2 separate regions of the Rattus norvegicus genome follow, and region 1 is linked to region 2. Evidence: chromatin contacts called from public Hi-C data. All regions are on one chromosome and are shown on one strand. Each heading gives the region's core, a stretch centred on a gene start, on an enhancer-like site or on the middle of the called end of the contact. The rest is flanking DNA. Distances are from core to core; before and after follow the strand shown.

What was found. Hi-C and Micro-C count contacts between places; a contact is called where the count stands out from the background.
Region 1: a Hi-C map of the A7r5 cell line shows a contact between it and region 2, with 4 times the contacts expected there. The contact joins two enhancer-like sites. A contact is called at or near these places in 2 of 12 Hi-C or Micro-C datasets (the A7r5 cell line and the Rat2 cell line).

Annotation. Positions count from the first base shown.
Region 1 is chr3:125,841,490-125,847,563 of GRCr8, reverse strand. Eif2ak4 (eukaryotic translation initiation factor 2 alpha kinase 4) reads right to left here. Exons shown (of 39, transcript NM_001105744.2): 8 at 5,308-5,465; 9 at 3,678-4,213. Among named protein-coding and RNA genes, the nearest start is that of Eif2ak4, 34 kb to the right of the region's middle. Within about 2 kb of position 3,288, at least 6 of the 93 cell types and tissues checked have an H3K27ac peak or open chromatin away from gene starts, as enhancers often do. A contact at or near this core is called in the A7r5 cell line, where this site is marked.
Region 2 is chr3:125,758,811-125,764,633 of GRCr8, reverse strand. All of the region lies in intron 1 of Gpr176 (G protein-coupled receptor 176), which reads left to right. Among named protein-coding and RNA genes, the nearest start is that of Gpr176, 29 kb to the left of the region's middle. Within about 2 kb of position 4,068, at least 11 of the 93 cell types and tissues checked have an H3K27ac peak or open chromatin away from gene starts, as enhancers often do. A contact at or near this core is called in the A7r5 cell line, where this site is marked.

The DNA.
Region 1 (6,074 bases), core at 2,039-4,538, 84 kb before region 2:
TGAAAAGAGGAAAGAAAAACCAACTACACTTTGTTAACTACAGAGGGACAAATGATTTGAAATGCTCTCAGGCCATAGAAACCAGCTTTGAATTGCCACTTCCATTAGCCGCTTAGTAGCCTGCCCTGCTGAACCTCGACTGTCGAGGACCCGACATAAATCTGACTTCCAAGACAGCGGTCTTGAACCTGAGGATCTGAACCACAACGTCAAAGCCCCAAGGCCAGTCTGCTCTGCCTGCCAGGTGACAGGCCAGCCTGCTCTGCCTGTGAGGTGAGTGAAAGGCCAGCTACAACCACAAAGTGAGACCCTGCCTCAAAGGGATGAATAAATAAATGATAGAGTTCTCTCTCGCCTGCCGTCCCTCTTTCCTTTGGTTTTTGTTTTGTTTTGTTTTGTTCTCTTTTGAAACAGGGTTTCTCTCTGTGTAGCCCTGGCTATCCTAGAACTTGCTCTGGCTTGAACTCAGTGAAATCCACTTGCTGCTGCCTTCCAGCACCCAGCTATCTCGTAATTTCTTTTTTTTTTTGGTTCTTTTTTTTTTCGGAGCTGAGCTCTACCGCTGAGCTAAATCCCCAGCCCCCTCGTAATTTCTTAATGTGCATCACTACAAACCCTTTCCTCTCTGATACTGTCTACAAGTGCACAGCAACCCACCATAATGCTATGGAGGATACTGAGTTTATTTGCCTTTAGCCACGGCCCTTCAGCCATGTCTTAAAATCTCATGTCAAAATAAATATGCCAATAAACATCCTTCTAAACTCCTACATCAGCTTGGACCCACTGGGATTTCCTAATACATTCTCTAGTTTGATTGGGGTTATTTCCAGTTTTACATACCCACTGTACTGACCATGCCTACACATGTTCTGTTAAGTTCTAAAGTGCACTGTCATCTCTGAGTCTACCACCGTGGCATTAATGTGACTGACACAACAGATCTGGACCAAAAATGGTTTAAAGCTTCCTGAGAGTGAACTGCAGCTTTGAGGAGCTCTTTCATGACAGGATTATATTTTCAGAACCCAACATTTTGGCAGTAGAGTGGCTACCAGCAGCAGCAGAGGCCATGCTAGCCTTAGCTTCGAGACTGGAAGGGATGGCAGGCCTGGAACTTTCCACAGTTCTTCCTGCCAAGAACAATGAGAGCTGCAGTCTGAGTGCAACAGGGGCCAGTGGCAGTGCAGGAGAGGTGTGAATTCTCAACCCTTGGAGAGCCAGGCACCTACCAGAATTTATTTATGATGCATTCTCTTACTGTCAGGATTGTTTCTCAATTTCTCAGTCTCTCTCTCTCTCTCTCTCTCTCTCTCTCTCTCTCTCTCTCTCTCATACACACACACACTCTACACATGCTGTATTAGATTCTGAAGAGCACTATAACTCTTACTCAACTGTGACATTAATGTGACTGCTGTGACAATAGATGTGGATCAGAAAAAGCTAACGCATAGTGAGAATGACTTCTATTTTCAGATATTTATAGCTACCAGGACTGTGTTAGTCCAGGATCCGCCATCTGGCTCCAACACCTGAACTCTGACTCACCTTACAGATGGCTTCCCAAGGGTGTTAACTAAATATGGTGGGGATCACAGATGGAGTCCACTCTGCTTTTGTGAATACTTGCTTATTTTGGTAACTGGGGTGGACAGTAAGGCTAACGACCCAACACTCTAAATGTTTCCCACCTCAACCAGGCAGTCCAGAGGCCCCCACCCCAGAAGGGAAGTGTGCACACAGTATCCCAGATGACAGCTATGTTAACAATGTCAAAACAAACCTCAGATCTCACCTTCAGAAGTGACAGAGGGAAGCTGTTTGAAAGTCTCAGCCCTTGGACCCACTGCCTGGCTGTGAGAGGAGAAGCGGGGTAAAGAGTTCAAGGGGACATGGGAAAGATGGAAATAAGACTTTTCACTAGTAATTCATTATCCCATCTGTCACTTCAGCCACCCTCATTGTAGGCCTAGGGAGCTTAAATACATTTTTTTTAGCATTCTATTTTGGGGGCTCAGTGGTTAAGAGCACTGACTGCTCTTCCAGAGGTCCTGAGTTCAATTCCCAGCAACCACATGGTGGCTCACAACCATCTGTAATGGGATTTGATGCCCTCTTCTGGTGTGTCTGAAGACAGCAACAGTGTACTCATATACATAAAATACATAAATTTTAAATGTTAAAAAATTTTAAAGGTTTATATATTTTAAGGAGAGAATGTTGCACACACACTCAAAGTTGGCCCCTTTCCTCAAATGAGGAAAGTATCATGATGGCTACTTTTAACAAAACACCGATAACCTCATTGAATGCTATATGCTGCTTAAAGACAGGACACAGCCTGAGAACAAACACATCATCAACACAGTGTGTGCTGCATAAACTAACCCAGCTCCAATGTCACAGCCAGTCTTAGGTGGCTGCCAACCCTGTGCAGTCAGTCCACCACTGATGAAGCTCTGATGTGTGGCAGAGGGACTGCTCAAATGCAGAGACTGCCATACATGTGGCCAGTGAACTAGTGGGTGACAGGGATCGCTATGGTCAGGTCACAGCAAAGAGATGTGAAGGCAAGAGAGAAGAGGAAGAGACTGAAAGTGAGTGACTAGGGAAACGAAGGTGAGGCAGACAGAGTGCGGAAGGAGGAACAGCGCAGGGCAGGTCTGCAGGAGGCTGCTCCAGAGGGGTGCCGGAAACAAGTGAATGCTCATATTATTAGAGACTGAGGGGCAGTGCCGGCTTAGACTGAGAACATTCAGGGTTAAGGCAGAGACTACTGAGGGGAAAGACCTGGACAAATAGTTTAGGACAAGGAAAGTATCTTTATTAATGACTCCCTCAAGCTGGACAGAGCCTGGCTGGGGGCCAGCGAGATGCAGTGGAGAAGGTGGTTGCTCCACAAGTCTGATGATCTGACAATCTGAGTGGGATCCCTAAAGCCCACAGTGGAAGGAGAGCATAGACCCCAGAAAGCTGCTCCCTCACCTCCACAAACATGTCAATGTGTTCTTGCTTTCACAGACATGGAGACACAGACACACATACACACACACAGACACACACACACACACATACACAGACAGACACACACGCACAGACACACACACACAGACACACACACACGCACACACACACACACATACACACTCACTTTTTAAAAAGCTGGCTTTGTAATGATTATGTACTTATGATTCACAAATGTGGAAAATCCTCTGTCTAGAAACAGGCAGTGGTTTGATCCTCTGACCTGGCTGAGTGAGACAGCCAATGGAGGAGCAGTCAGGAAGAAAGAGGGCAGAACCACACTTCTCAACTGGTTTCCTGAGGCTTTCTCTTTGGTCTCCTAGGACTCAGCAGCAAAGTGATGGAGAAAGTCTACCACATCCAGGGCACTTCTTATCACTGCCAACCCTTCTGGGATAGATAGGAATGGGAAAAAAAATTCTATTCTAGGCAGTCTCCCAAAAGTAGTTTGAGTATCAGTTATTAAACTCAAGGTGGAAGGCTGTACTGAGGAAAGAGAACACGAGTCTGGGCAAAGATTTGCCCTGGCTCCCTTCCTCACATCTCGGCCTCCCCGTTCAGCCTCCCCGTTCGGCTCCCTTCCTCAGTCTCATCCTCTCCCTCATCCTCTCCCGTACAGGAGGAAAGCAGGAACAAACCGTGACACTCACTTCTTCAGGAAGTCCTGGAAGTCAGCTGGCAGATCACTGGGGATGGTCACAGGATACTCCTCACACTCCTGACCTTGGCTAAGAGACAACAGCAGGAGGCCAAGACGCCACACATCCCCTTTCTTCCCGGTTTTATAAGGCAGAGCACTGTCACTAAAGCGAACTCGAGTTTGCTCAAAAACATCCTCCTTGCAAATGTCTGCCAGGCGCTTAGAGATGCTGTAGTCTGTTATCTTGACGGTGCCCTCAGCATCCACCAAGACGCTGGCGGTGCTCAGCACCTTGTGCACCACCGAGTTGCGGTGCAGGTAGTCCAGGCCCGCCAGGAGCTGCGCTGTGTATTTGCGCAGCTGGTGCATGGGCACAGGGCCTGAGTGGCTCAGGTGTGCAGCGAGAGAGATCCCACTGATGTGTTCTGCCAGAATGTCGACCACAATGGAATCCTTCTCCTCTCTGGAGTTCATCGCAAAGTAGCGGACAATGTTTGGATGGCTCAGTTTCACTAGGGAGCTGAATTCTGTTTCTGCTCCTTGAATCTGAGAAGGATATTAGGCAAATGACGTTAGCTAGTGTTTCACTCCAAAAGTATGGTGTGAGATGGAAAATATAGTTTCAAAGATGAGAAAATAATAGCCTGAATCTTTCCCTAAACTGATAAATCGACCTGATAGTGTACAAAAATGCAAGAAATTTTAGCTAATTACCAACTTCAATGTCAAAATGGGGTATCCAAATACCATAAAATTGCTGAGTTGCTTTTAAAAATCAAACTTTTTGGATATGTGTGTGATAAAAAAAAGCAGAAAAAAAGAAACATATTTAAAATAGTTTTCTGATTATACTAAGAATCATTGTAAAATGGATTAAATTCCAGGGGATGAATGTGTAGTTCAATTGGTAGAGCATCTATCCAGCAGGCAAGAGAGCTTAGGTTTAATTCCCAGTACTGAAAAATGTAAATTTAAATATAATACAAAGGGAAAAAATCCTCAGACTTATTTATATGATCACCATCCAAAACTAACCATTGATTATGGTGTGCTGTAAAGGTCTCTTGCTTTGGCTGCTTTCTAACCTCTTTATTAGGCCAAGGCTAAATACAATGTTAAGTGCTCCCCTGAGTTCAGCATTATCAATTCACAAAAATTCCTTTCTCATTAATAACACTGCAGAGAAACAAAAGAAAAAATCCCTCTGATCCCTCAGAGGTCAGCTTTAAACATCTCAGAAGAGCAGACAAAACAAATAGCTGCAAACAGCACAGCTACGAGGTGGTAACCAGCCCCTGTAAGGTAGGTCACGGAAGACAGGAGGGTGTGAGGCTGGGGTGGGGTACAGAAGTGGGAACAGAGCTGAGGCTGGTGAAGGCAAGGGTCCCGTGGTCCTCACTGTGGACCATCTGTGGGAGCCAGTGGGAGCAGGCTTTTGCTTCATCATCTACAGCTTGCGACTGGGCTTCTGGACAGCGATGACAAACATACTGACATTTTTCTTTCATTTTTGCATCTAAGACAAGGGCTTATGTAGCCCAGGCTGGCCTCAAGCTTGCTGTGTAGCTCAGGATCACCTGGATCTGCTCTTCCCACTCTGGTTCCCGAGTACTGCGCACCATCACGCCCAGTGAGCCTACCTGCTTTTTACATTTATCGATCTTCTCTTTCTCTTGACTGGTAAGGCAAGGGCCCATCTTTTTCTGCCACTGAAGGACCCACTCATACAACAAGACAAAGCTGCCCGTGGCTGTTTCCAATGCATTGTATACCACCTTCCCCAGCTGCTCATCGCTGCCTGCAGAGAGACAGAAAAGCTCATCACATCTTGTAAAGTGTGTGTGTGTGTGTGTGTGTGTGTGTGTGTGTGTGTGTGAGTGTGTGTGTGTGTATTACATGCTAACTATGAAAAGAATCATTCACTGCAATACCTGTCCGTTTGTTAGTGATTTTTAATAATTAACCAATACAATCTGATCCTTCACATCTTGATTACTGTAGAAAGTTCTGAACCGATGATGAGATTTAACATCGAGTGAGACACAGAGAATAGCACCTTACTGGACCTACAGTGCTGCTCTTCTTCGTGGCCTACCTTTGTGGACCACACCTGCCCTACCATTCCACTAATATAGATTAGTGTGCACAGTGCAACAGCCTGTAGTCTAATTTGAAAAGTGGCTTCATTAGAGGCACAAACTCTGTATATGCTCGGCAGAGCCAAGTGCCCAATGCTTTAGAGGAAAGAACCAGAATGACAGCCAAGGCTAAAAAGCGGTGCGCTTGGTTAGCTAGCGGGCATGTTTCCCCTGGGGACCCAAACTGCTCTAACATCAAACCCTGTTGTACAAAATTCTCTGTTGCCATTAAAGATGATAATAGAAAAAGGAGAAAATAAATAATTTTC
Region 2 (5,823 bases), core at 2,819-5,318:
CCAAAATATGGTGAAGGTCATCATGCATCAAAAGATTAGGAGCAAAAGGGTATGCTGGCATTGAGAGAGCTCAGTTCTTATCACAAAGCAATCTCCTGTGACAGTGTCATTAGGACATTATTTGAGTGGAGCCCTCATGATATAATCACCTCTTAGAGGTGCCATTTTTCATCGTGCGCACAGCGGCAGTTGAGCTTCAGCATGACCTTTGAAGGAGACATTCAAGCCTTAAAACATGGGCGAAACTGCAAGAAATGAACCGGTTTCAAAGAGGTAGCTCGAGAGCTCTGACTTCAGAACGTCTTTAATGAAGAACAATACAGTTTGAGAGAGACCGAAAGACCAAAGAAGAGAGCCTCGCATTTCTAGAGACACTACAGTTTGGGAAGGCAGATCTGGTCCTGCACACTTAACACTGGGTTGTGATCTGAGAAGTGGTTATGATTCTGTCCTTGTGTGAACACCACATAAATGGTGGAACCTATTACACACCTAGAGGAGACAATAGAGACACAGCTCATGCACACACCTGTACATTACACTGAGTTTAGCGGGCAGTTACAATACAGCAAGCGTTTGTACATCTAGGTGTACCTAGAAGAGGTACAGAGACACTGTTAGGTATGTTGGCCACTTTTCCATGCTAATTCTTTAATCTTTAGGAATTTCATACATGTATACTATGAAATACATTCACATTCATTTCTGTTTCCCCTCCAACCCCCGATATCCTCCCCAACATTTTTTTCCCCTTCCCAACTTGATACTTCCCAACTTCTTTTTGTGTGAGAGCCTATTAAGTATAGGTCATGCTGTCTCTACGCACATGGTTGCGGGGTCATCCCCTGGAACGTGGGAAACTTACCAGTGCCCACACCTCAAGGGAGAATGGCCTCCCCTCCCCCCAGGCAACTATCATCTTCAGTAAAGAATGGAGCCTGGAGAGCACCCAACGCCACCTATGCCAGAGTTTTGGCTGATCTGATCTCATGGCAGTCAGTAACCACAGCCGCTGTGAACTTAGGAGTGTGACCGACATGCCGTCCCGAAGACAGTGCTCTAGAGCTCTGGTCCAGCTTTGAGCTCTCATGCTCTTTCTGCTTCTGAGATGTTCACTGAGCCTTATGTGTAGAAGTTTGTCTTTTTGTCTTTTTGTTTGTTTTGTCTTTCTGTTGCTGTGGCAAACACTTGAGAAAAAACAAAAAAACAATCAACAGTGGAGAAGTTCCCTTTTTTTGGATGACAGTTTCGGTGGCTTTTCAACCCATAGTTCTTGGCCCTGTTGCTCTCAGGCTCCTGATGAGGCAGAGTATCGTGACAGTGGGGGCATGTGGCAGAGGCCACTCACCTCATGGTGGGAAGAACGCAGAAAGAGAAAGTGAGAGGCTGCTAGGACAATATAGACTCCCTGGCTCATGTCCCCAGTGCCCCCCTTCCTTCAACCAGACCTCCCACCTCCTAAAATTTCTAGAATTCCCTAAAACAGGACAACTAGCTGGAGACCAAACCTTTAATACGTGTGTGTTTCCAAGGAACACTCTATATCCAGGCCATGACACTAGCTAGTAGGCTTTCTTTGGCTCTATTTTAATCTCTATTTTAACGCTGTTCTATCAGCGTTATTTGGTAAATATGGCTGTATTTGGGAAACTCACTGTATATAAAAGCTACTGAGTAAAGTTTGTTATGTGAGCTCCTTTGGTGCCCTCTCCAGGTTGAGAAGGGTCTAAAGTCACCAAAGGCAGGCAAGCCAGCCTTCTACGGAGACAGGAAGGAAAACATTATAACTTTATGTCCTGATTTTAGGCTGGTGGAGGGCAAAGAGCTTTTATTGCTTTGCTTCAACTGTCTTCAGGTCAAAATATGTGTTTGGAAGCACATATTCTGCTGTCTTTGGCCATACTTCCTTGTAATAAGGTTGTGTATGTGGTGTGTGTGTGTGTGTGTGTGTGTATGAGTGTGTGTGTGTACTAAGGTTGTAATGGTTACTGTGTCAGGTTTACTAATAGCTGGTGTGATTTCGGGTAAGATTTTCTCTAGGAAGGAGGTGTATTTTCAGTAAATTCAGAAACTTTAGATAAGCAAGTGCAGGGAGAAAGGGGCATAGTGTTTGGGGTGCTAGTGAGGTGCCTGCTGCCAAGCCTGACAATCTGAATACAGTCTCTGGAACCCACATGGTGGGAGGGGAGAGCGGAGTCCCACAGGTTGTCCTCTGGCCTGCACATGCGTGAGACATGGCTTACCCACACACTCACACAAAATAAAAGAAATACATGTAAAGAGCAGACAAGAAGAAATCCACTGCTGGGTGCTGCAGGGACTTAGTATAGGTTCCAGAGCTTGCAGGAGCCATTGCCCCTGCTGGTTTTTATTTGTGGAATGAATGATTCGTCTGCTCATAATATCTAATGCCGCTGTGACCTTAGCACCACTACCTCACACAGCTGACCCACGCAGCAGCTCCTCCCTGTGTTTGGAGGGAACTCCTTCATAGCTTGGCCACCTTAATCCTTGCTAGAATGGACACACATACACAGGATGCTGGATTAGAATTTAAATTGAGACTGTTCACCGGGTTGGGGATTTAGCTCAGTGGTAGAGCGCTTGCCTAGGAAGCGCAAGGCCCTGGGTTCGGTCCCCAGCTCCGAAAACAAAAAAAAGAAAAAGGAAAAAAAATGAGACTGTTCTATGCTTATCTGAATGAAGAAAATGAAGGCCCCTTTCTGGGACAAGGACCCCCTCAGAAATTGCCTGTGAATCCTCTGACTATTCAATATAAATTATTGTGTCTGCAACCACCTATGAAGCTCTCCAAAGTGCGTCTCAAATAAGTTTCACAGGGGATTCATAGGCATCACAGGGTTCGAGGACCACTGGTGTAGACTCTTAAAATTTTAGGAATTCTTTAGACTTCTCCAGGGTCACAAGCTATATTCCACCAGGACAGACTGAGAATGATCGCTGTAAGCCAACTTTTCTACTGAAGTTAGAATGGCCATACAATCTTAGTGGGCAGTAGGATAAAACCCCTTCCCAAGCATCTCTGTGATGTGAAATTTAGCAGATAGCAGGCTTGGTCTGTTTGTCATTACAGATGAAAATAGAGGTAATTATTTTGTTTTTAGTTGTTGAAGTGTATTATTTTAAGAGACTCGGGCATTTGCATAAGAACGGACAAAAATGATCAGGATAAATAAACATTTTCTGTCCCTGTGACTCCTTTCTTGTCACTCCAGTGTTTGTGTGCCAAGTGTGGTTTCTTCAGCTGGCCTTGGTGTGCCCTTGAGGGAAAAACAGCATGGTGGCCTTGTTTGGGTTCAGTGTTGTCATTTCTGAAAGTCAAGATGGGGGCAGTAGATGCGGGCTAATAGCACACATGTCAGGCTGGAGGGAGTTCCCTGATCCTCACTTTCAGGTGAGGATCTGCTTCTCCTTGACCTGCCATCCCAACAGGAGGGAAGAATCTTTGTAAATTCTCTGCTGAGTCCCACAGTTCTTGGCCAGACAAAACCTAACATTCCCATTTCTGAAGACATGTATGTGTTGTGTTCTTCTGAGGAAGCAGGGGGTTTGCTAAGAACTGTCACTCAACCTGAGACCATGTTTTCCTGTCTGCATTTTGTTCTACAACAGTGAGCCATCTCCTATTAAAAGAGGGTCCCTGTGTGGCTGAATTAATCTAAGCCAGGGGATTGCCCTCAGTGCCTGTGAGGGCAGGTGTGCTGTAATTATCAAGTCCTGTGATAAATGTGCCACACTTAATTAATTGGAAGATTTGTCTCTCATTTACTTTGGAGACACACAAATGATTCAATTAATTAATGTGTGGAAAGCTGCCCTGGCTCGTAGAGGTGGGGCTGGGTTTGTATATATTTTGAATTCCTATTCTGTTTTTTTAATCCTTTCTTAACCTGATATGCTTTGAAAACCATTTTGGCTTTCAAAAAGAGCACCCACACGATTCTTACTGAGGAACTTGCAGAAAAAGGGCAGTGCTTTGTTCTCCCAAAGGAAGCCACCAATGAGTCGCAGAACCTCTGACTTCAGCTACATGGCATTTCAGATTGTCTGGTCACTCCAGTTAGGGGAAGGGGGTGGTCTGAGTCACTCGTAAAGAATAGGTTTGATTGTCGTGAGAGTTTCTGTTGTTGATTTGACCGGATCTAGAATCTCTAGGATGTCTCTGAGCATGCTCAGGAGGGATTATGCATATTAGGTTACCTGAGGCTGGTGACACCAACCCAGGAGTTTGGGTTCTGGACTTTTGAAAAGGCAGGAGCTGAGCTGAGCACAGACACGCATCGCTCTTTCCCTCCTGACTGCTGTTGCAATGTGACCCATAGCAACCCGCTTGCCGTGCTGGAATCTACCATTGAACTCTGAGCCCAAACAAACGCTTCCTCTCTTAAATTGCCATTGTCGGGGCATTTTATTACAAGAAGGATAATACAGGGTTAAAGGATGGGGGAGTTTAAAGCAATTTCTTGGAAGCAAAACAACTGCTGACATGAGCAGACAGTCTGAGGTTTGAGTCCTGAGGTTTGAGTCCGTGGGGTTCTGATTCCTAGGACTTACGCAAAACTGGTAATGTCACTATTAGTGTGGCAGCCTTTGAGGTATCCCTCTTCTCCTTTCTTTCCTAAAGGGTCCTGCCTCTGCCTTTATCAACAAAGTGCCCAGATGAAAATATCCCCCAGACTCCTTTGCAGATAGGGGCAGCAGTGCCAGCAACAAGCGTAAATGCAGGTGCCCCTGAATAAAGCCCTGATGTGCTGTAAGGCGGGAGGGGTGGACTAAGCTGAGAGCTGCCTTTGGTCTTTGACTTTCCTGCCTGGAAGTTGGATCCTAAGGGTGGGCAGTTTGCCTTGCAGTTATGTGAGGGATGGGCGGACTATGACGTTACAAGTCTTGGCCCTTCCTTAATGTCATCTTTGCGTAACTTCCTCAAACTCTGGAGTTTGGTTTATGTAACAGATTAACCTTCATTATTTTGATCTGTTGTTTTTCTGACCCAGAGTCAAATGTACCTTTCAGAAGCTATTACTTAAGTGGAATAATATATATATATATATATATATATATATATATATATATATGTGTGTGTGTGTGTGTGTGTGTATAATGTTAATTAATATATAATATAATGTATGTGCACGTATTACTAGGTGTGTGTAATTATAGTGTGCGATGTTGTAGTTGGAGTTAGACATTTTTGCTATGGAGAGATTCCCGTCTTCTGTGCTTTCTTTGTTGGAACTACAGGACACTGGGGCATAAAATCTCGCCAAAGGTTGCTGCACCAGGCAGTGTTTAACACAGTGACGTCATCATCTACACTGTTTACTGCTCTGTGTGAGGGAGGATCACACCCAAAGTCGGTCAAGGCAGGAGCCAACAAGTTGGCATGACTCCTTTGAAGGATGCGAGTTCAGAGAGATTTTCCTACACCTAGACAGGAGGCTTTGTGGGCACAACCTGGTGACCGCCGCCACAGGAGTGTTTGACCTCTTTTTCCCTGCTCTCAGCCAGAGGTGTTGGATTATGCCCAGCTATAGATCCTTATCGGAGGCAGTTCCATTGAGGAGGTTTTCTCTAACTGGATTCAGTAAGCAGTAAATTAGAGTGGTTAGAGCAAAGACTTATTTTAGGAATTTTATAGCCATCACAGACTCTGTTTTCTTTGGCCATTTTTAAATGTCTTCTGGATTTTACCATTACAGATAACTAGATTGTTCTTTCGTCAAGTGAAAAAAAAAGGAAGAGTACTTATGAGAGAATGTTTTAGGGCTTTATGTTCAGAGGAGGAAAAGAATAATCTCCTAA